7 separate regions of the Mus musculus genome follow, and all the other regions are linked to region 3. A link is a contact called in public ChIA-PET, HiChIP or PLAC-seq and promoter capture Hi-C data. All regions are on one chromosome and are shown on one strand. Each heading gives the region's core, a stretch centred on a gene start, on an enhancer-like site or on the middle of the called end of the contact. The rest is flanking DNA. Distances are from core to core; before and after follow the strand shown. Region 1 holds the start of Maff (v-maf musculoaponeurotic fibrosarcoma oncogene family, protein F (avian)). Region 2 holds the start of Csnk1e (casein kinase 1, epsilon). Region 3 holds the start of Sun2 (Sad1 and UNC84 domain containing 2). Region 4 holds the start of Tmem184b (transmembrane protein 184b). Region 5 overlaps Syngr1 (synaptogyrin 1). Region 6 has its middle 6.1 kb from the start of Gm46521. Region 7 holds the start of Pla2g6 (phospholipase A2, group VI).

What was found. Promoter capture Hi-C pulls out the DNA fragments that hold promoters and counts their contacts. ChIA-PET counts read pairs in DNA pulled down with a chosen protein or histone mark. HiChIP or PLAC-seq counts read pairs in DNA pulled down with a chosen protein or histone mark. Capture Hi-C pulls out chosen DNA fragments and counts their contacts.
Region 1: an RNA polymerase II ChIA-PET map of memory CD8 T cells shows a contact between it and region 3, with 78 read pairs. The contact joins the promoter of Maff here to the promoter of Sun2 in region 3. A contact is called at or near these places in 1 of 39 promoter capture datasets (erythroid cells) and 3 of 115 datasets of contacts at active chromatin or transcription factors (effector CD8 T cells, memory CD8 T cells and pancreatic cancer cells).
Region 2: a contact with region 3 is called in a promoter capture Hi-C map of adipose tissue. The contact joins the promoter of Csnk1e here to the promoter of Sun2 in region 3. A contact is called at or near these places in 2 of 115 datasets of contacts at active chromatin or transcription factors (memory CD8 T cells and pancreatic cancer cells) and 1 of 9 other capture datasets (adipose tissue).
Region 4: a contact with region 3 is called in an RNA polymerase II ChIA-PET map of memory CD8 T cells, with 17 read pairs. The contact joins the promoter of Tmem184b here to the promoter of Sun2 in region 3. A contact is called at or near these places in 4 of 115 datasets of contacts at active chromatin or transcription factors (bone marrow-derived macrophages, effector CD8 T cells, memory CD8 T cells and 1 more) and 2 of 9 other capture datasets (adipose tissue and pancreatic islet).
Region 5: an H3K27ac HiChIP or PLAC-seq map of the HPC-7 cell line shows a contact between it and region 3, with 7 times the contacts expected there. The contact joins the enhancer-like site here to the promoter of Sun2 in region 3. A contact is called at or near these places in 3 of 115 datasets of contacts at active chromatin or transcription factors (the HPC-7 cell line, embryonic basal ganglia and pancreatic cancer cells) and 2 of 9 other capture datasets (embryonic stem cells and macrophages).
Region 6: a promoter capture Hi-C map of the 3T3-L1 cell line shows a contact between it and region 3, with 3 times the contacts expected there. The contact joins the enhancer-like site here to the promoter of Sun2 in region 3. A contact is called at or near these places in 2 of 39 promoter capture datasets (the 3T3-L1 cell line and liver), 3 of 484 Hi-C or Micro-C datasets (embryonic stem cells and palatal mesenchyme), 2 of 115 datasets of contacts at active chromatin or transcription factors (astrocytes and pancreatic cancer cells) and 1 of 9 other capture datasets (liver).
Region 7: a contact with region 3 is called in a FOXA1 HiChIP or PLAC-seq map of pancreatic cancer cells. The contact joins the promoter of Pla2g6 here to the promoter of Sun2 in region 3. A contact is called at or near these places in 1 of 39 promoter capture datasets (erythroid cells), 2 of 115 datasets of contacts at active chromatin or transcription factors (double positive thymocytes and pancreatic cancer cells) and 2 of 9 other capture datasets (adipose tissue and liver).

What each region holds. Positions count from the first base shown.
Region 1 is chr15:79,346,193-79,349,156 of GRCm38.p6, forward strand. Maff (v-maf musculoaponeurotic fibrosarcoma oncogene family, protein F (avian)) reads left to right here and starts at 1,328. Exons shown (of 3, transcript NM_010755.4): 1 at 1,328-1,562.
Region 2 is chr15:79,440,415-79,443,620 of GRCm38.p6, forward strand. It overlaps Csnk1e (casein kinase 1, epsilon), which reads right to left and starts at 1,643. Exons shown (of 11, transcript NM_013767.6): 1 at 1,514-1,643.
Region 3 is chr15:79,740,909-79,743,866 of GRCm38.p6, forward strand. It overlaps Sun2 (Sad1 and UNC84 domain containing 2), which reads right to left and starts at 1,628. Exons shown (of 18, transcript NM_001205345.1): 1 at 1,431-1,628. Gm16576 (predicted gene 16576) reads left to right here and starts at 1,790. Exons shown (of 4, transcript NR_045069.1): 1 at 1,790-2,003; 2 at 2,175-2,322.
Region 4 is chr15:79,401,709-79,404,672 of GRCm38.p6, forward strand. It overlaps Tmem184b (transmembrane protein 184b), which reads right to left and starts at 1,595. Exons shown (of 9, transcript NM_172608.1): 1 at 1,477-1,595.
Region 5 is chr15:80,115,006-80,117,925 of GRCm38.p6, forward strand. It overlaps Syngr1 (synaptogyrin 1), which reads left to right. Exons shown (of 4, transcript NM_207708.1): 4 at 850-2,920. The coding sequence ends at 1,071. Among named protein-coding and RNA genes, the nearest start is that of Tab1, 17 kb to the right of the region's middle. Within about 2 kb of position 1,581, at least 58 of the 459 cell types and tissues checked have an H3K27ac peak or open chromatin away from gene starts, as enhancers often do. A contact at or near this core is called in the HPC-7 cell line and embryonic stem cells, where this site is marked.
Region 6 is chr15:80,217,873-80,221,048 of GRCm38.p6, forward strand. No RefSeq gene overlaps it. Among named protein-coding and RNA genes, the nearest start is that of Gm46521, 6.1 kb to the right of the region's middle. Within about 2 kb of position 1,564, at least 161 of the 459 cell types and tissues checked have an H3K27ac peak or open chromatin away from gene starts, as enhancers often do. A contact at or near this core is called in embryonic stem cells and pancreatic cancer cells, where this site is marked.
Region 7 is chr15:79,326,539-79,329,695 of GRCm38.p6, forward strand. It overlaps Pla2g6 (phospholipase A2, group VI), which reads right to left and starts at 1,833. Exons shown (of 17, transcript NM_001199023.1): 1 at 1,097-1,833.

The DNA of each region.
Region 1 (2,964 bases), core at 78-2,577, 400 kb before region 3:
CTCCCCTTTCATCTCAAGTGAGCAAGAACTCCGAGGTTTCACGGGTCCTGGGTCTGGTAGCCTTGTTTCATCCTGTGACTCAGAGTTTGGTAGAGGGGGTGACAGTGTGCAGTCTGGCAGGACAGCCAACAGGGAGGCCTCAGCTCTCTCACCTTCATTCTACCCACCAGTCCCTCTTACCAGAAAGATCAGTGACATGGGCAAAGATCTCACTGAAAGATAAAAAGATGTGATAGATCCCAAATCATTCTCTCCTCCAGCCACTTGAGCTCTGAAGCCTCTTCTCCCAGGATACCATTTTTTGCGGGGCGTCTCATGACTCTGCCACTGGAAAGACAGTGTGAGAAGGCCAACCCCACTGCTAAACGCAGCATTGCACAACATTGCTTGGCCATTACCAAAAGATCGACTTCTGTGGGCAGTAGGGTGTGGATGCAGAAGCCTGGCTCCCTGTTCTCCTAGGCTGAGGATGTGGGCGATGGATCTAGCCACATGGGGTCCTCACTGTCATACAGGTCTACTGGATTTCTTCATTAGTTGAGCACCTACTATTTGCCAGGCACAGCCTCAGCTCTCTAGAAGGTAGGAAAAGGGTGTGTGGGGGGTGGGGGAGGGTGGTGAACAGGATTGTGTATTTTCTAGAATTGAGAACTTGAGTTCAGAGGTAAATTTTTTGAACACCTTTTTCTTATAACTTGTGTTTTCCTTAAATTCACTTATTTGTTATGTGTCTGTGTGTGAATGGACCCATTCCACCGCTCTAAGTACGTAGAGATCAGAGGTCAGCTTTCTGGAGTCATTGTCTCCTTCCACCTTGGAAGTTGTGGGGTCTGAACGTTAGGCATCAGAGTTTAGTAACAAGCAAGCACATCGACCCACAGGGAAAGCGTCCCTGGGGCGAGTGGAGGTAGGGTTGAAGATATGGAGCCGACACCACGTGAAGACCAGGGGTAGGCAATTGCTGTGGCTTCGGAAATACAAACCTACGGTTCACAGGTACAGAGAAGGCACTTAAAACCACGAGACTGGATGAGGTCATCCGGACAAAGGATGTAGATCGACGAGAGAAGAGGCCAGACAGTGAACTGTAAAGCAAAGCAAATGACACCTCCACCCACGCCGTTCTCCAGAGGTGTCACGTGAATGCATCCAGAGGACACAGTCCCAGCACGGAGAACCGTGGCGGCTCTGGCTGTGGGCTCCTACAGCGGGGTCTACTGGGGGCGGCGCCTCACTCGGGCGTGGGCGGGGTCTCGGCTCCAGGCGGCCGCTCTGGGGCTTGCTGGCGGCTGGGGCGGTGACGTCACTGCATGACTGGGTTTTTATGAATGAAAGGAATCCTGTGCGTGAGTAATTCCGGGAAGCTCGCCTTACAACTGCGCGCGGCTCCAGCCCCCTTCGCCGCCTGCCCCATAACAAAACTCGGAGCGGCGCTGCGCGGAGCCGGGTTCCTAGTGAACTGCGGTCCCGATCGGAGAGGAGTGGGGCTCGAGAGCGGCCAAGGACCGCCACCGCGACAGCCGCGACAAGCACGCACTGAGCGCCGGGCCTGGCGGAGAGCGGTAAGGACGCGTCAGGGACGGGGACCGAGCTCCAGAAGTGTGAGCTCCGGGTCCTGCCTGGGCGGCGCGTGGTCCTCCTGCCCCTTCGGCGCCCCCTTAACATCAGCTCCCGGAGGGGCCTCCGAGGGGCTGGCTGGGAGGCGGTGCGCGGGCCCCGGAGGAAGCCGGGGCGGGGGCGGGGGCGGGGCGTGCACGTACGTGACTCGGTGAGAACAGTCCCTGGAGCCGCGCCCAGCACCTTGTGTGCGCGGTTTGTTTACGTCTCCCGGTGGCGTGCGTGCGGCTGTGTTCTTTGGGGAGCGTCCTGAGTTCTGCGGGCTGCGTGCACACGGTGTACTTCGGGGTGTGTGTTTGTGTGTGTGGCCGCACGCGCTCCTTGGAGACTGACACTAGCCCAGTGTATCTTGAAGTGGGTGCGCACCAGTGTCCACTGGAGCAAATGCGGAATAAGGACCCGAGCGAAGGAAGTGGCCCGATCGGTGGTCACACCAGGTCTGGAATTTTTCTCCCGCCCCTTCCACCCTCCGTCATCCTCCCCCTTTCCACCAGCCGGGACTGCCCGGTCCCTGTTGTCTCTGGAGTTTCCCCTGGCTGGAGCCATGTGACATCAGTGTTTGTTCCTCGCCCAGCGCGGGTGCCTGCAGCTTAGAATAGAGCAGAGGTTAGCGAGCCAGTCTTCTCCTGGCCACCTGGTGGATCTGGGAACCTAGTACATGGGAGTCCTTCCTTAGCCCCAAGTTTTCCGGCTCAGTATGGACTGTCCACCCCTGGATTGTCCCATTCTTCCAGTCTCAGGAGAAACAGGCAAGGCCAGAAAGTTTGTGACAGATTGGAGAACACAAGGCTCCCGGACTATTCTGTTGGCGACTGTGGTTGGTCTGGGTGTCTGAGGCTGCACCTGCTGGGTCCAGGAGGATGGCATGAGGCCCACTGTCACACTCCTCAGGTTGGACTCCTTAGACTGGACCTCTGTGTAGACCGATCGGTGGTCACACCAGGTCTGGAATTTTTCTCCCGCCCCTTCCACCCTCCGTCATCCTCCCCCTTTCCACCCTGGACCCCAGGGCTACTTAAATACTGGGCCAGCTGGCACACCTGGAGTCTACCCATGCCCAGCAAGATCAGCAGCCAGTGCTAACCCCTGATCTTCCTGAGGGAAGGGTTAATGTGGGAGAGGAGCGCTGCCTGAGAACACCTGTTCTGGGAACCCCCGTGATCCCACTCAAGACTTTCCCTCTTACCCCCTCCCCCACCCGAGGGTGCTGGAGTCCGAGGAGGTGGCAACTGAACTAGTTAGGGGGTGGAATCAGTGATATTTTAACTTTGAGCCCAGTGAGTTCTGCTACCACTGTGAGGATTCCAGGGTCCCCATCTGCAGTATGATGGCAGGAGAGCTCTGCAA
Region 2 (3,206 bases), core at 393-2,892, 300 kb before region 3:
ACTCTGGGCTCTCCCATCATGGGTCTTTGCCCACATGGCTGAGTTGCCCTGATTGCCAAGAACAGGACTGCATATCTGCAGAAAACCCACCAGCCTGGCACCACAGGTCCACACATGGTCCAGCTTGCTAAGGGCACCCGCCAAGGGGAACATGGGAGTAGAGGCTCACACTTAGGATCCCTACAGGAAAGGGGGGGCTGGCTGTGTACTCACAAACACCCCCCCCCCCCAAAGCCGGGTTTCCACTAACGCCGACTCAGAGACCATACATGGCATCTGGGAAAGCCACAGGTTAGGAAAGGAACATAAATATACTGCATCCTATATTACATAAATACCCACGCCAGGTTATATAAATACCAGTGCCCTCTGTCTGGGAGTCTTACATAAATACACTGCACATGACCCCCCAAGCCCCTCTCCACTCACGGCTCTCTGCACAATCACCAACCCTGAAGGACCCTACCAACGCCAGGGTCTCCCCACCCTGGAGACCAGAGCCCTGGAGTCTAGCGTGTCCCAGCCCTCCTCCACTTAAAAGCCCCCCTCCACCGCCACCCCAAGAAATTGACTTTGGGGTGGGGGCTCCTTCAGGAAATCAGAGTAGCTTTCCAATTCTTCACTCTGTCCCTTACGGGAGGGGTGGGGGAGGGGAATAAACAAAGTTAAAAAAAGGGGGGGGTGGCCATGAGGAGTCAAGACTTCTCAGCTGGTTAGAAAAATTACAACTACAAGCAGCTGGGCACATGGGCAGTCCCGTGTCACCCTGCCATACACACACACCTCCTGACACACACACCACCCACCTTCCACAGGGCCAAGACCCTGGTCAATGAATCAGTAGAATAAAAACTGAAGGAATGCCCTAAACCTAGGAAAGGCGTCCCAAACGCAAGTATTCATTGGAACTGCACCCCCTTCTCTCTCTCTCTAGACCCCCTTTCCAAAGGGAGGCTATGCTAAGAAATATGTGGGGAAACTCTGGACAAAGTAGGGGGAGGGGGTGGCCTAAGTCGCAGCCCTGCCTCTGAGGCGCCCAGGCACCCAGCTTTCACAGGCTTGAAGCACAAGGCTGTCTCGCACACCGCAATGAGAAGCCAAGCGATAAATAACCCCCTCCCTTCTTCTCGCCACAAAGGAAAACAAAGCCGGTGGCCCGGGTGACCACGCACCCCATCACTTAGGACCCCCGCGCGCCCCCACCCTACGCGAGAACGGCCTCGGTGACCCGGAGCCCAGGACACAGAGGAGGGGCCGAGGCCGGCCCGGAACCCGAGCGCCCCCGGGACCCCAGCCAGGCCCCTGCCGCAGGTCCCCCGCCCCAACCCGGGGCCGCCTCGGTGCACCCGGCGGCCTGCGAAGCGCCCGTCCCCTCCGCGTCCCCGGCCGCGCCTTTGTCCTCACGGGCGGCGCCCCCAGCCCTGCGCGGATGCGCGTGTCCGCCCCGCGCTCGCGCAAAAAGAAAACACAAAGAGGCGGAGGGAACCCCGCTTCCCCGGCCCCCGATGCTCACCGCGCCGGGGCGGCCGCCGGGGCGGATGCCAGAGGATTCGCCGGGCCGCGGGCGCGCCAGCCTCTCCCCGGCCCGCTGCGCTGCGCTCGGCCCGGCCGGGCTCAGGCTCCGCGCTCCGCCGCCTCCCGCCGCCCGCCCCCGCCGCCGGCTCGCGCGCTCCCTACCCGCGCGCGCGTCCCCGCGGTTCCCATTGAGCCCCGGGCCCGCCCGCTGATGTCATCCCCCGCCCGCCGCCGCCGCCCCGGAGGATTTAAAGGGCCCGCAGCCCCCGGAGAGCGTGTTCTGACGCTGCCACCCTGGGTGAGGGGCACACAAAACTAAGATTTCCTATACTCAGGCCTTGCCCTATCTCCAGCCAAAGCTGCGGGGACCCCCGAGAGAATCAGCTGAGACTCCTGGCACTGCAAAAGAGATTTAGGGCTCAGTAGCCTGAAGGCTGTAGAGAACACTGGCCAGGGGCTTTGGGAATAAAGCATAGGGACTGAGGGGCGTGGACAAGGACCAAGGATGTGTGGTCAGAGAAAACTCCAGGCAGACACTTTTCTTTGCTCTGTCCTCTGCCGTTCAGATCCACTGTGACAGTCCCTCAGATTCCAACGTAGTTTCACCCATTGAGCCCCCTGCCCCTCACCAAGAACTCACACGTGAGTCAGGGACCCAGAGGTGCTCATTCAACAAAGTCATCCCCCAGACAATGCCTGAATGTCCTTAACTGCAAACGAGGAAGAAGGACCATAGCCTTCCCAGGTCATGGGAGAGTTAATGAAGGCTTCCCACCAGCTTCCAGCTCCACCATGGAAGGTCCCAGCACAAGGCTATTAAAATGATATTTACAGTGGGTCATGCAAAGCTCCAACTTATGACACACCTACATTCTCTCTCTACACACACACACAACTGTTACTGTGGACATAGTACCTCTGATCACCCCGGAAGCACATCTCAGAAAGAGTCACTTCATAATAACCGCATCTTCTCCCCGAGGCTGAGGAGATTGCTGGGAGACCTATAGACCAGGTCCTATCACAGGGCAGGAGGGCAGGATACTGTGGCCCAGAGAGGGCAAAAGGTCTGCCCAGGCCCACACAGCCCAGCAAGATGGCCATGTTCATCTGGTGGACCTGGGGATGCCGATCAGAAGACCAGGAGAATGAGGAGGAGCTGCCTCCAGAGGCCTCTGTGATGGTAAACCGGGCAACTGGCTCTCTCTGCCCAGGTGGTGGACTGAGCATGGCCCGCTTGGTGCTTTTTGGCTTTGCGTTTGTCAATTGATTCACAATTGGCAGGTTTTGTATGACAGGCCCGCATTCTCTCCTGAAGCCTTGGCCACGCAGGGCACAAATCCTCACCAGAGGCAGCTGGTCTGGACAGCAGTCAGCCTCAGTGGTCAGAGCCCAGGCCGTGGGGCCTTGGCAAGACTGAGCAGAACACAGCAAGCATCAATGTCCTCCTAGCAATGTTACCACCCAAACCTTCCAACATGGGCCCAGCTTTCCAAACGTAGGCCTGTTCTGCTGCAGCGCCAGGAGAGGCATTCAGCTCATTTAACCCTCTCCAGTGAGGACAGCAGACAGAGTTGATGTTCACTCTGTGGTTTCCAGAAAGGGAATTGGAGGTACCTCAGCCCTCACGCGGGGGTATGGATCAAGGGTGAACCTGTCTGGAGATGGAACTCAGCCAGCGCTGCCTAAAG
Region 3 (2,958 bases), core at 378-2,877:
TAGCCTATAGAACAGTTACAGTCACCACATGGGGTGGAGTGAAACTGATAAGAAGACCAAGGTGAAAACAACAAGTGAAGATAAACAAATCTTTCAGGCACGGGACCCAGCTTCAAATCTCAGAATATCAACCCAGGAATCTCACCGAGCCTGGGCTAGCAGGATTACAAAACTTTAGATCCCAAACCCATCCAAAATGAGTTCCTGGTACTTGTGACTTAGTATTGTTTCTGCTATTCCTGGTGGATAGTGACCTCGCATGGTGGGAAACACCCAAACCCAGACCACAGAAACCAGAAGGTCAGGTTCATCCAGCTAGAAAGACAAGTAGCCTCCTGTCTGGGCTAACTGGCATCTTCCCAGGTGGGATGCCCATCTGGCATCTCTCACTCTCTTCGACTGGTGTTGGTAAAGGGACCAAGTGGTAGTAGCCAAAGCAGGAAGTTGCCTTGGTCCTGGGTTGTATTCCAGTCCTTATAAGGTAGTTCCCCCCATGACTGCCACCCCCACCTGACAGCTCCAGATGCCCATATGCTCCACCTCTTAACCCCTGCCCCGCTGTAGCACATGAAGCCTTTGCCAGGGGGGAAAAGAGTGTAACATGTTTATACAGTGCCCACGCCGCTGTTGCAAGAATCTAAACGTTCTGAGTAGGTGGAGAGGTGGGGCACCGAACACTGCCCCGTGTGCCACCTCCCAGCACTCCCAGAGCGGTGTGGACCTTATCTTTATCTTTCATATTCATCCTGTTGTCACAAAATAGTTTGCCACAGCGGCCATCCAGATTACACAAGATGACAAAGGTCTACCGTGGGGAGCCGCTGAGATAGACACTCCTCCATCCCGCCATTAGTTACAAAACCCTCAAATAAAACATACTTTCCTACTGCAGAGCCTTGGTCCCGAAGATTCCCCTATCCTGGGGAATATTATACGTGACATTTCCACTCCATTTCCCCTGGGACACAAAAAAGTGCTCCAGGCGCTCACCCTCTGTCCTGGCTCTAAGTCACACCCCGGAGCGCGCTGGCTTTGTTTTGTTTTGGTTGGGTTTGGCTGTTTTGGAACTGAGCTAAAAGGGCCCTCCCCCGTACCCCATAACTGTGACAGGCAGCGGTGGCGCAGGCTGAGAACTTCCAGTGCCAGGACTCGGCCTGTGGCACAGCCCTGGTCCGGTTTGGGGCGGCTGGGTCTTGGCTGCCCTCCTCCCCGGAGGCTGCTGGGGAAGTCCCGCCTGGGGACAGCGCCCTCCCCGTGACCGCGATGCGTCAGGGCGCCGGCCCGCGAGTGTCCCGGGGCGTGCGTCGCGCAGGGGCTGGAGTGGCCCGGCCTGGCCGGACAGGGAGGCGCAGGCCCGCGCTTTGGCCGGACGGCGACCCGGGTCAGGCGGGCGCGGGGCCGTGGGGAGGCGGGCCCAATCCCTTCTTTACCTTGCGTGGTTCTTCCCGCGTCGGAGTCCCCCGGGCGGCGCCGCGCACTGGGCCGGGCCGGGCCCGGGGCTGGGGCTGAAACGCGCGCGGAGCGGAGACGCGGGACGGCGCGGGGTCGGTGAGCGGACAATGCGGCCGGCAGAGGACCGCGCTGCGCGAGTGGGGCAGGGCGGTGCGCGCGTGGCCGAGTGTGTATGTGTGCGCCTGTCAATCAACGCTGACAGCCCACAAGTCATTGGCCGGGCCCAGCCGGCCCGCCCCGCCCTCTGCCGCCGCCCATTGGTTGATTTGAACACAAAGGCTCCGGCTCGGCCCGCCCTCCGCGTGGGCCCTGTAGTCCGCGCGTGGGAGGCGGGGGCGAGTACGACCTCCAGGCTGTGGGACCCGAGCGTTCCCTCGCGCATCCGTGCCCACGCGCGCGCGGCGCCGGAGCTCTAAAGGCTTTAGGTGCGGGAGCACACAGGGTGTCATGAAATTGGCCCCAGGATAGGGTCCTGACGCGGCCCCGCGCGGGTGGTTTGGACGCTTACCAGCGTCAGCCGTGTCTGCCCATTTTAAAGACGAGGGAAACAGGTCCGTGGAAGTTTTTTTTGTTTCTTATAAAGAACCCACCCAGAGGGGAAGTTGAGTCTAGAAGATTAATACTATTTAATTTTAAGGTTGAATTTTAAATTCCAAGGTGGGCAGGATACCCATCTTCCCGCACCACCTATTTTTGTTGTTGTTTTTGTTTTTCCAAGACAGGATTTTACTGTCACGGAGATCCACCTACCCCTCTGCCTCCCAGGTGCTGAGATAAGAGTGCACCACCATGTCCAGTCAGAAACCCCAAGTTTGACAGCAGCTTTTCTGTTTTAAAGAAGGCTCCATCCACAGCTGGTTGCAAGAGAAGGTAGGGCTGGCAACACGGTTCTCCTACTTTCCTCCCCCTGGGATGAGTTCCTGACTCCACGGACCTGTCCCCTCCCACCACCACCCCATCTCTCTCTCTCTCTCTCTCTCTCTCTCAAACACACACACACCCCGCCCCCAGAAGATAAAGGAGTGCGACTGGGGATAAACCACTTCTGTTCAATATCTTCTAAGGATGATGAGATCCGGTGTCCTTCACTTTAAAATGCCAAGGGGGTGGGGGGAACTGGGACAAGAAAGACAGTGGTGGTTCACGCCTTTAATCCCAGCACTGGGGAGGCAGAGGCAGGCAGATTTCTGAGTTTGAGGCCAGCCTGGTCTACAGAGTGAGTTCCAGGACAGCCAGGGCTATACAGAGAAAGCCTGTCTCGAAAAGAAAAAAAAAAAAAAAAAAAAAAGCTGGTATCCAAAGGCAGTAGGAAACTGAGGAAATACACACACCCTCATTTTGGATTGGTTCCACTGCCAAATAAAACCAGATCCCCTTTCTAGACCTCCATTGTCCCATCTGGAAATGAGATGCTGTCTACCCTTACAGTATCTTTGGACAATTATGCTAACTATCTTCTTCTTCTTCTCCTTTTCCTTCTTCTTTTTTTAACTTTATTTTATTTAA
Region 4 (2,964 bases), core at 345-2,844, 340 kb before region 3:
TGAAGGATGCTACCAGAGCCTACTAGTCCCACACTGACAAGGGAGTCACTTAATCCCCATCCCGTCCCACCCCACCCGCCTTGACCTGCTGCCTCAGTTTCCTAACCCACATCTATGCCCGATACATTATTGGCACAGCTGCCCTGAGAACAAACTGGGAAAATACACATGGAAAGCAAGAAGTCTCTGAGGAATGTTAGTCACCCAGCTTTGGCTCGACTGTCCCTTTGTACTGAAGCCTTTTTTTTTCTTTTTCCTTTTTTTTTTTTTTTTTTTTTTTTTTTGCTGGCTTGTCCATCCCCCCCACCCCCCACCCCCCAGCACTGAATCCACCTCCATACTCCTCAGTCTTTTGTCTTCTGTTTCTGGAATCCCTGTGATTCTTTCCAATTCTGATTCTGCCCCAAGCACCTGAGAGCTCTTCGATGCCTCGATCCTCACATCTGTGTGCGGGGTGAGCACCAGTCTAGCTTCTGGGGCTCCCACACCCAAGGGTTCCAACTCCGGCCCTGCACAGAACTCTCAAGATACTCAGATGTGCCGAGCCCAAGGGCCCACCAAACTTGTTGACACGAAGAGGGATGCTGCAAACAGCCTGTCAAAAAAGCCAGACCGTGGAGACCTGCACCTCCCCCTGCTGCTGATGCTGGTGGGGTGTGTGTGTGTGTGTGTGTGTGTGTGTGTGTTGGCTGAGTCTGCAGCACTTGCCTCCAGGGCACAGATTGCTACTTCTCTCCTTACATAAAGCACCTGGCAGCCAGATGAATAATACATAGACCTTCACCTCACACCCAGGTATCAGGCAGGCAGACACCTGCTTTGCCCCACCAAGGCCTCCAAGGAGGGAGGGATGAGATGTCCCGCCTCATACAGTCCTCCAAGAAAGGATACAAACTAAAAATCCGAGCCCGTTCCCCAGACTCCCTAGCTTTGCCACTGCCTGGAGCTCCTTAGCCCCAAGCTAAGCATCCAAGCAAGGTGTCCAAGGGCGTGCCCAGGCAAACAGGCACCACACACCCAAACCAATCTCTAGGGTTCCTTTGAACACCCAGCATCCTGGGAGCCCCAGATCCCTATCCCCCTTCAAATCTACTGACCTGTGTGCAAAGCGCGCGCACACCCCCATTTACGCATGTACCGTCTCAAGGGCCGACCACCGGGCCAGGTCAAAGCCACTGCACTGAGGACCGACGTCTCCCCGCCCCGTTCGGTCGTGCCAGGCTGCAGCACACCCACCGCGGTGCGCACAGTCCCATCGGTAAGAGGCTGGGCCCCGCGCCGCCCACCCCGACTCCCCCACGAGCAGGTCCGGTTACACTCAGGGCCCCGCCACGCTGGCGAAGCGGGCACACCCACGGGCCGCTTGGGGGCCTCCGAGTCCCTGCCTCCCCGCGGGAAGTCCCCAGAGTGGAGTTCTCCCCAAGGTGCAGCCCCCGCCCGGTCCCCGTTCATCCCGTGCATCCGCCGCCCGGGTACCTCAGGAGCCCATGGCGCTGGAGACTGCAGGCGGAGCAGGCGGCGCCGCAGCCCGGTATCTCGGCCGCCGCTGGCGCGTCCCGAGCCCCGCCGGGTACCGCCGCGCCGCGCCTGCGCACTAGGAACGCCGCTGGCGGGGGCGGGGCCGGAGCGCGCCGCTGAGGTCACTCGCCGAGCCTTAAAGGGGCCGCGCGCTGCGAAGCACCACGCGCAATCTCGGGTCAGGAGAATGGTGAGGTCCTCTTGCAACTCGCAAACGCACCGCGAGAGACCCAGGGCCCAGGTTTCCTAGTCCAGTCCCACCCACCACAGTCCTGGGATGCACAGTCTGACCCGCGGGATACAGACTGTCCCGGACACTCGCGAGCTAGCTTGAGTTTCAATTCTCTGAAAGCCTTGTATATGCCAACGCTGAAGGTGAAACGAAATCTAGTTGACGTTTGAGACAGGGAGGGTGAGTGTGAGACTGTGGAACGGACTTCCACGGAACGTTTTGTATAGTTATGCAAAATGAAACTGCTCTAGTGGAGCTGCCCCACCTCATTCCTAGCAGCCTAACGAACCGATTCTAGAGGAGTCATTCCAGCCCCTACCCCACTTTGATTTGTGAGGTCCTCGTCTTACCCAGATGACTGAAATGTGTAATATGCAACCAAGTTTATTTTTATCTCCAGCTCCAAATGTCTACCGACGCCTCTTACTTAGCGGGCTCAGCTGCTTTCCCCTCCACACACATTTCTTCTTCACAGCATTCCCCAATCCCTGCTTCCAGTCTTCAAGCCAGAAAGTCTAGTATTATCCTTGAGTGCTGCCCTCCCTCTCCCCCTCGTCCCATCAGCTTGGGCAAGACATCCTGTATCCCTAGACTCTGACCTCCACACTACTGAACTGCTGTCATGTCCAGGCTCTGCCCAGGTACTGTGAGCATCTACTTAGCCCGATTTTCCAACCTTGTCCTCGGCGGGTCTGTGCCAATGTGAGAATCAGGGATTCCTTTAAAAATCCAAATCGTTGGAGGAATGCTTGCTTACCATTCACCAGACCCTCAATATAATTCTTTGCACCAAAGTAAACAAACAAACGAACCCACCCAAGATGAACTATATGGCACTTTGCTCAAAACCCTTAATTAGTTCCTCATGCCATTCCAAATGAAGCCAACATCTGCAGATCTCTGCACAGCCTTGATCCAGCATCACCCTCCGCAGGCATGCCTGGCCTCATCTCCTTTTCCTGAACACTGACCTCTTGCTTTCCCTACAACCAAGTACAAGCATTCAGCTTCCATGCCTTTGCACCTGCTGTCCCCTCTGCTGGGGCTACAGTTTCCCCAGACATGTCTTCAAAGTCTTGCTTGGCTGGCTTTACTAGGGAAGCTGAAGCAGGATTGTTCTGAGACAAATACCTCCTTCCCAGAGTAAGATTGCTGAGCCCCTCACCTGCAGTCCATAGTCAACATCTCACTGTGCCCTGTTCTCCTAATAAAAG
Region 5 (2,920 bases), core at 331-2,830, 370 kb after region 3:
TAGGTCCCCGAGGTCAGCTCCCTTGTCCCCTCTCTGTACGTGGCTGCAGTCAGACCTTTCCCAGAGTGTATGCTGAGAGAAACAGGACCCAGTATGTAGTGAACAGTCAAGGATCTGATGAGTCCTGTGGTCCTGAAACACGTTTTACTGTTTAGTTTGACCCAAGTGTTTCAGCTAGAATTAGCTTTAGTGAACAGTGATTTCCATTCCAAATAATAACAAATTCCAAGTCTGGAGAGATGGTGTAGGGCTTGCATAGTGGCTGTAGGTGTTCTCAGTGATCCCAGCTTCTACCGACCCCAACTCTTACCCATCCTGCACCCAGCTGTGTGTAAGCAACTAGAGCTCCAGCTAGCTAGCACATCTGCTTTCCAGTCATTGGATCAGGGGGTGGGACAAAGAACATGGCTGTATCTCATTGGCTGAGAGTTAGCCACGTGACTGTGCCTAGCTACAAGAGAAACAGAAAGATGGCGGCTTTTAGAAGCTGTGAAGAGTTCTCTGTTCTAGGCAACCTTTTCTCCCGTTTCACAAAACATCCCCGAGGACACAGTTTGGGAGCAGGCTGTGTGTCTGTGGGCCATATTAACCCTCCACAGTGGAGTGGTCTTGCCTTGGGACACATGGGGCAGGTAACTTCTGAGGCTCCTGATAGATGGCTGATACGGTCCCAGACCTTCGGAGGGGTGGTCGCGTGAACAGTCCTTCCCCTTGGTCAAGCTCGGTGCTTTGAACGTCTGTAACCCTCTGCATCCTGTCAACTAACCTCTACTAACCCAATACTCTTGTCTGTCTCTCCCTTAACCGTCCCTCCCACCTGCCCCCTGTCCCTGCTTGCCCCTATCCCAGGCGGGCCAGGCTGTGCTAGCCTTCCAGAGGTACCAGATTGGCGCCGACTCGGCCCTCTTCTCCCAGGACTACATGGACCCCAGCCAGGACTCCAGCATGCCTTATGCACCCTACGTGGAGCCCAGCGCTGGGTCGGACCCTGCTGGCATGGGTGGCACCTACCAGCATCCAGCCAACGCCTTTGATGCTGAGCCTCAGGGCTACCAGTCGCAGGGCTACTGAGCCCCCCTCCCCCACATGGCGGCGACGGTGACCGCCTACCCTGCCCCTGCCCTTCCATCCTAGCTCCCCTCCCAAGCACCCTGCTCCCTCCCAGGTGACTCTGCCTAGCACATGCTCAGCCTCCAAGTGACTCCACTGAAGCCCAGTGCAGCTGGGGTGGGGAGTGTCAATAAATGTGAGCAAGTGTGTGTCCAGCAGGGGTGGGGAGTGGTGGGGTGTGTCCACATGTGTGTGTCCAGCTGGGGTGGGGAGTGGTGGGGTGTGTCCACATATGTGTGCAAGTGTGTGTCCAGCAGGGGTCTACAGGTGGGGCCCAGGGGTTACAGTCATTCATTGTGTCCTTGACACTGAGTACCTACTGAATGCCAGGCTTTGTTTAGCTGGAGAGTAAGAGAGAGAGGGAAAGGGGAAGGGGGGCTGAGGAGGCCCTGTTCCAAATACAGGAAAGGTGGGACAGATAGATACTGGGAAGTTTGCCTGCAAGGGGCTCAGCCACATGGTGAGTGTGGTCAGTCACAGGATGTGGGCTGTCATTCCCAGAATCCTTGATAGACATCAGTCCTCCTGGGATGGCCAGGGTTATCTCCATTTTATGGTTGAGGAAACCGAGGTCTGAAGGGTCAAGACACTTTGTTCAAGGTCATTGAATCAGGCTGTTGATGAGGCCACATTAAGATGGGCCAGATAGAGCTCCTGCCAGCCTTCTTTACTTCCTCTGCTGCTCTGCCACTCAGCGTTACTCGTTACTCGAGTTTGATGAAGGGGTTGGGGGTGGGGGCAGGGCAGCGCTTCAAGACGTGAGTCCAGTGAGACCCCCGTGATCAGCCTCAAAGCGAGGGCCTTCCCTGCCTCAGCTGCTTTCTTTCCTCATGCAAGTCCCTTCCTCCGTCTTGGTCTTCTCCTAGTGGGCTCCCTCAACCTACTCTTGTCCCTTTGTGTTGCTCCGTGCTCTACATGGCCTGCAGGGAACTCCTTTGGGGTATGCCAGCCACCCTTTGCAGTTTCCCAAAGGAGTGGTGGCCATCCCTGGCTCTTGGAGGGCTCACTGAGCCCTTTGCTCATGGCTGAGTAGACAGGAGGCCAGGAGGTAGTGGACACTGACCCAAGGTCCCAGTGAGTAAATGGTAGAGATGACCTTGCTTCCTAAATGTATTGGCTCCACCCACCCAGCAAGTGGTCCCGCCCCCTGTGTCACCTAGGACACTGTCCTCTCTCTGCTTGTTTGGGTCAGCAAAGGTTCCAGGCTGGAGCAGTGGGGAGAGCTTTCAACTACAGGGTCAAGATGAGTGCCACAGCCACAGGTCACATGACCCCAAATGACGCAGGCGTGAGATGTTGAGAAACTTCCAGCCACGGGAAAGTGAATAGCGGCTTGCCGGTTGCCACAAAGACAGAAGGGAAAGTGGGCGGGGCCTAAGAGGACAACAAGGAGGCATTTTCATACCTGGTGCTTCCCTCCCTGTGACAGAGGGGACGCAGAGGGAGGTTGTCTGTGCTGTCCTCCTGTGTGTGCCCAGTACACAGTAGCTGGTTACTGGGAAGCGGGTCCGTGCCCTTTAACAATTGAGTGTCCCCACCACCTCACCCCATGCCCTACTGGGCTCTGCCGGGCAGACTTGCTCTTCTGGTACCCGTGTTAGTGTGATGTCACCAAGGGTGACTGTGGTCCCTGTCCTGTAGGAGCCTCTGAAGAACATACAGGCACAGGGTCCATTACGGTGGGAAACGTTGCGTGAGCACGGGCCTGAGGAAGAGTCAGGGAGGGGACAAGGGTGTCAGAGGCCTAGAAGCAGCCCCGCAGCTCCTCTTGAGCAGAAGGGGAAACCAGGAAGGGAAACAAACCCTTCCG
Region 6 (3,176 bases), core at 314-2,813, 480 kb after region 3:
GATCAGGGCCACAGAAACAAACAAGCTAGGCTCAGTGGCACATATCTAGCATCCCTAGGACTGGGAAGGCAGACGGGTTCCTGGAGTTTGCTGGCCAGGCAGTCGAGCTAATGGGTGAACTCCAGCTTCAGTGAGACACCCTGTCTCAAATATGAATAAATAAATAAGGTGGAGGGCTGGAGAGATGGCTCAGTAGTTAAGAGCACTGACTGCTCTTCCAGAGGTCCTGAGTTCAATTCCCAGCAACCACGTGGCTAACAACCGTCTGTAATGGGATCTGATGCCTTTTCTGGTGTGTCTGAAGACAGCGACAGTGTACTCATATACATAAAAAAAATTAAAAACAAGGTAGAGAAGTGACTAAAGATGACACTGGACATGGACCTTAGCCTCTACATGCACATGTGAACCAGTGCACATCTGCTTGTGTGCACATCTGTGCAGGCACACAGTCTTGTGCTTGAGCTGGGCACGGTGGTGTGCTTCCATAATCTCAGCATTTGAGAGATAGAGGTAGGAACACTGTTATAAGTTTGAGGCCATCCTGGTCTACATACAGAGTTCCAGGTTAGCCAAGATTTTGTTACTTACTAGATCTTTCTCAAAGTAAAGCTAGTGGGCCTGGAGAGACTGCTCAGAGCTTAACAAGGGTTGCTTTCTAAGGGGACATGAGTTTGATATCCAGCACCCACAAGTTACCACAGCCATGTGTAACTCCAGTTTCAGGGGACCTAGAGCTCTCTTCTGGTCTCTGTGGGCACCAGTACAAGTTTGCAGTGTCCTTACTTAGACACAGACAAAATACTCATAAGATTAAGAAAGACAAATCTTGGCTAGGTGATGGTGATGTGTGCCTTTAATCCCAGCTCTCAGGAGTCAGAGGCAGGAGCATCTCTTGGGACCTGAGTTTGAAGCCAACCTGGTCTACAGAGAGTTCCAGGATAGCAAGTACTACAGGAGAAACCCTGTTTTGAAAAATCAATACAAATGAAAATCTTTAAAAATTTTCTGAGCCAGGCATGGTGATGCACACCTTTAATCCCAGCACCTGAGAGGCAGAGGCAGGTGGATTTCTGAGTTTGAGGCCAGCCTGCTTGTCAGAGTTTCAGGACAGCTAGGACTACACGGAGAAACCTTGTCTTGAAAAACCAAAACCCCCAAACAAAATAAACTCTTGGGCTTGGATCTTGTTGGCTTCCGTTAGGTCTGTTGACCATCCTGAGCAGATCTGGATGACTTGGGTGGAATCTCAGATCAGTTTAGACGCTTAGGAAAGTCAGAGTTGAGCCTTTACTAGTCAAGGAAGAGAACAGATAGTTTTCTGAAAGAAATGAGGACAAGATGTCACCCTTGGCACCTCAGCTGTCTATGTCCGGTCTCCTCAGCACCTAGCAGCCCTCCCTTGCTCACGTCCGGCTCCTGGATGCTCATCTGTCAGATGGGGTGTGTGTATTACAGGTCTCCAGCTGCGGTGGGCAGTTGTGTGTGCGCGCGCGCATGCGCCTGGCAGCAGAGTCTGAGCTTGGTGGAGGTTTAAAAATCCCCTGTGCCCCTCCCCCTCCTTCGATGTGGTATACGTGACACACGGGTCATGCATTTCCTCCCTGGGCTTCTTCCCTTCGCCCCTGTGACTCATCTGTTTTTCTTTGCCTCTTCCCGCTTCTTCATTGTCCTGCTGACCTTCTTATCTTCCTAGAAATCTGTCTGCTCTGCCTGTGGATCTCAATCCCCAACAAAGTAGGGCTGGTTGCACCTCTCCAGGGAGCCCTCCCTACTCAGCGCCCAGCTCCCTGGTCAGCTGCCTGTTGCAAGGGTCCCAAGGCATCGAGGTCTCCTGAGACTCGGCAGGGCCAGTGTGGAACTCAGCTTCCATCTGAGATTACTTCCCTGTCCTCTCCATCCTGGTCTTGACCACTCATTTATCCAGTGCCATCAGCTGGATATGGGGAGGTATCCTGAGGTACACACACACACAAACAGTAGCTACTCTTTTGGAATGTTTTGGAATGGCTTTTATGTGCCTGGGACAGATATGACTCAACAACCCAGGAGTATGAGGCCAGCTTGGACTGCATGTGACCCAGTCTAAAACAAAAACAAAACAAAACCCCAAAAATAACCAAACAAAAAACCTACAAAGAAAAAAGAAACACTCAGATACGGTATTACACACCTTTAATCCCAGCACTCAGGAGGCAGAGAGAAAAGCAGTCAGATCTCTGTGAATTCAAGGCCAGTTTAGCCTACACATTGAGTTCCGAGACAACCAGGGGTAAATACTAAGACAACACCAATACCAACAGTACACCTCCCTATCCCCACCCCCACACTCACACACACACACACACACACACACACACACACACATTCACACACACTCACATCTACACCACCATGCTTGGCACACATTATTTAATTTTTGAAACTTTTTGTCTGTCTATTGAGACAGGTTTCTCTTTAGACCAGGCTGGCCTCAAACTTACAGATCTACCTGCCTTTGCCTCCTGAGTCCTGAGATCACTAAAGATGTGCACCACTCCAGCCCAGTAGCCAAAAATCACATTTAAATCAAATTTACATAAGTTATGCAGAGTTCCCTCTTTTAACTGGGGAAAGCAGAAGAAGTGGGGCAGGGCTCAAAGCTCACTGGTGGGGGTGGGGAGAGGACCCAGTAGAGAAAGTACTTGTTGTACAAGCACGAAGACCAGAGTTCAAATCCCCAGTATTCATGTAAATGCCAGGCAGGTGTGGTGGTCAACCTGTAAGCCTCAGGAAGTGGAGACAGGAATTCCCCGAAGCAAGTGAGCTAGACTAGGTAAATCAGAAAGCTCTGGGGTCCGGTGGGAAACCTGCCTCAAGAAATATGGTTTGAAAGACCCTGCATCAACCTTTAATCTCTCTCTCTGTCTCTCTCTTTTTTTTTTTTTTTTTTTTTGAGACAGGGTTTCTTTGTGTAGCCCTGGCTGTCCTGAAACTCACTTTGTAGACCAGGCTGGCCTTGAACTCAGAAATCCACCTATCCTCTGCTGGGATTAAAGGCTTGTGCCACCACTCCCCAGCTAACCTCTAATCTGCATATGCACACACACCATATGCATACATATGAAAAAAACAAAAAACAAAAAAACCCTGCCAGTCTGCCCAGGTGACACCCCTTATCACCGGTACCCCTGGGG
Region 7 (3,157 bases), core at 583-3,082, 410 kb before region 3:
GAGATTCCAGGAAGTTAAGAGCACTTGATACTCCTGAAGAGGACTCGGGCTCAGCTTCCAGTACCTACACGGCAACCCACACCTTCTTTAAAAAAAAAAAAGATTTATTTTTTATTTTATGTATGTGAGTACACTGTCACCGACTTCAGACGCACCAGAAGAGGACATCAAATTCCATTACAGATGGTTGTGAGCCACCATGTGGTTGCTGGGAATTGAACTCAGGACCTATGGAAGAGCAGTCAATGCTCTTAACTGCTGAGCCATCTCTCCAGCCCCCACAAGTCCTTTAATTCCAGATCCGAGTGAATTCAGCATGCATGGAGTGTACTTACATAGATCCGGGAAAAACATTCATATGTATAAAATAAAAATAATTTAAAAAAATAAATAAACTGGGGACTCTCTACAGTGAAAACCTAGCCCCAAAGGTATTAGCATGACCCTGGCAAAGGAGGTCACTGGCCTCCCTTCCCCAGGCTAAGCAGGAACAGCGGGCGGGCGCTAGCTACATCAATATTTGCTCAGTGGAAAGGGAGCAGAGAATAAAGGTAACAGAAATAAAAGCGCCTGGTTGTCAGGGTGATTAATAAACACTGAAAACATGAACAAAGGGGAATGCTCTCCCTTTGGTCCTCTCTCTCCCTATCCCCCAGCCCTTTCCATCCTGCCTATGAAACAACAGCAAAGCAGGGAGCTTGTACAGGGCCACACTGGTCACCAAGCCTTGTCTTCTACATCTTCTCATTCAAATACTGAGCCTCGTGGCAGTCACTAATGTGGGCAGAAAATTCAGTCCTATCTGGCACAGTGAGAAAACAGACAAGAACAGAGCATGGCCTCCAAGCTCCAGAACCACGTGAAGGCAGAGACCAGAACAAAACACTGCACTAGTCTAAGGGTGGAGCTTCAACGAGGCCAAACCAAACCTGCCCAATCCTGTCGGGCTGGCAAGAGGGCAGGTGGGGGAACTTTAGAGGAAGGATTGGTATTTGTTTGCGATCATGTGAACTGCCCATTAAAAATACAGGCAGAGATCCATAAACCCTTGTGCCCTCCCAGTCGCACTCACACCCAAATCCCTAGTCACAGTCACCTGGGTCACAGGCTCCTAGTCGCCAGCTTCCAGGTCATCGGAGGGAGCTGGAGGTGAACCCAGGATTGGAGGCTAGAGAACTGGGAAAAACACACGGGGGAGCAAATGGAAACCGGAGGCACAAGAGAAGATAAGCAGGGAGTTAGAAATGGGGGCTCAGGGGTTGGGCACAAAGGGACGGACGCAGGAAGCAGGTGGCGTGGGGGAAATCGGGCAATGAGGCAGAAAACCAGGAGCACTCAGAAGCGCAGAGAGAGGAGCTGGGGACAGTGGACAGTCCAGGGTGAAAGTCGGGCAATGAATTGGGAGAAGGGTTGATTTTGGAAGTTGGGAAACTGAGGGCGGCAACGGAGAAGAATGCGGTCACCGGATGGGAGTTGGGGACGCCAGGGGATGAAAGGACAGAAGCCGGGAGCACTCAAGGAGGCCAGATAGGAGTTAACGGAGGACATGCCTCAGAGTCGCAGACACGAGGCCGGTCCTAAGCAGGGTCCAGGTGACGACATTCAAGACAGGGGCACCAGGAGGTTTGGGAAAGGGCCGTCAGGCCCCGCCCCCGCCGCGCCGTCACTCACCTCGGCTTACTCAGCACTTCTCAGCCCTCCTACTTCCGCAAACTGACGCGCCCCGCCCACGTGACGACACTACGGCTCTCCACCAATCCACCGAGCCCATGCCGCAGGCAGGCTGTGGCCCCGACCCCAAGCGTGGACCTCGCACGCGGTCAGGCGCCGCCATCTTCTATAACTGCCCAATGGAAGCCGCTTCTGTTGCCAGGGGGCGGTCGGGCTTCTGACTGAAGCCAATTCTGCGTGGCTGATGGGGGCCATGCCTCGGGCGGGCGGAAGTTTCTCGTGAGGGCAGTTTGGCTGACGTGTTGATAAAGGGCAGGAGGCTGTTCCCGGCTCCCTTCGACCTCAAGGAATCCAGGGTGGCTCGGACTCTGAACTTTTCTGTTTCTGGCAACACATGAAGATAATAAGAAAGAAAATCAATAAAGCCACAGGATATAACCGGGAAGAGCCTGCTTTGATGTTGCCAGGTTCTCCCAAACCAAATTGCAAATAAAAATATGGAATTAACGGTTAGGTTGAAATAAGACAAAATAAAAAAAACTTTCAGGTGGGGAGGGAGGTAATACGCGCGCGCATATGTGTGGTGGGTGGTGGCCAACATAGGGTTTCTGTAGACCAAGCTGGCTATGAACTCAGATTGCCTGGTGTGTGCCACAAGCTTTTTTTTTTTTTTTTTTTTTTTTTTTTTTTTTTTGAGATAGGGTCTCCCACTGAATCTGGAGCTCCCCCACTGGGTTAGCCTAGCTGGCTATGGAACTCCAGGAGGCTTCTTGTTTCCTCTTTCCCAGCTTTGAAGTTTAAAACATTTACCTTTTTCCGTGGGTGCTGGGTATCGAACTCAGATCATTGTGACAACTTCACAAGCACTTTTCCTACTGAGGTATCTAACCAGCCCCCGAACAAGCCTAGTGGCAAGTGATAAAACTGTATTTGTTGCCTACCAACTCTACCTCAAGATGCCAGGCAATTCTGGGTGTGGTTATTGCACACGTACAATCTCAACATTTGGATGCTGGATCAGGAGTTCAAACCCAGCCACAACTAGTTCAGTTGAATCCCAACCTGGCACTCTGTCTCTCAATAAATAAATGAATGGATGTCTGGAGGAATCTTAGCACTTTTAGTAGGATTTTACTTGAATGACCTCTGTGAGGCTGAGAAGTAGCTGCGGTTGCGTCTGGGAATAGGTGATTGTCACTGAGAAGACTCAGACCTCATGCCTAACTATCATGGAATTCCAATAGATGGAATTAAAGTGAATAACGCGGGGGCTGGTGAGATGGTTCCTCGGTTAAGACCACTGGCTGTTCTTCCAGAGGTCCTGAGTTCAATTCCAGCAACCACATGGTAGCTCTCAACCATCTGTAATGGGATCTAGTGCCCTCTCCTGGCATGCAGGCATACATGCACACAGAGCACTCATACCATAAATAAATAAATAAATAGATAGATAGATAGATAGATAGGTAAATAGATAAATAAATAA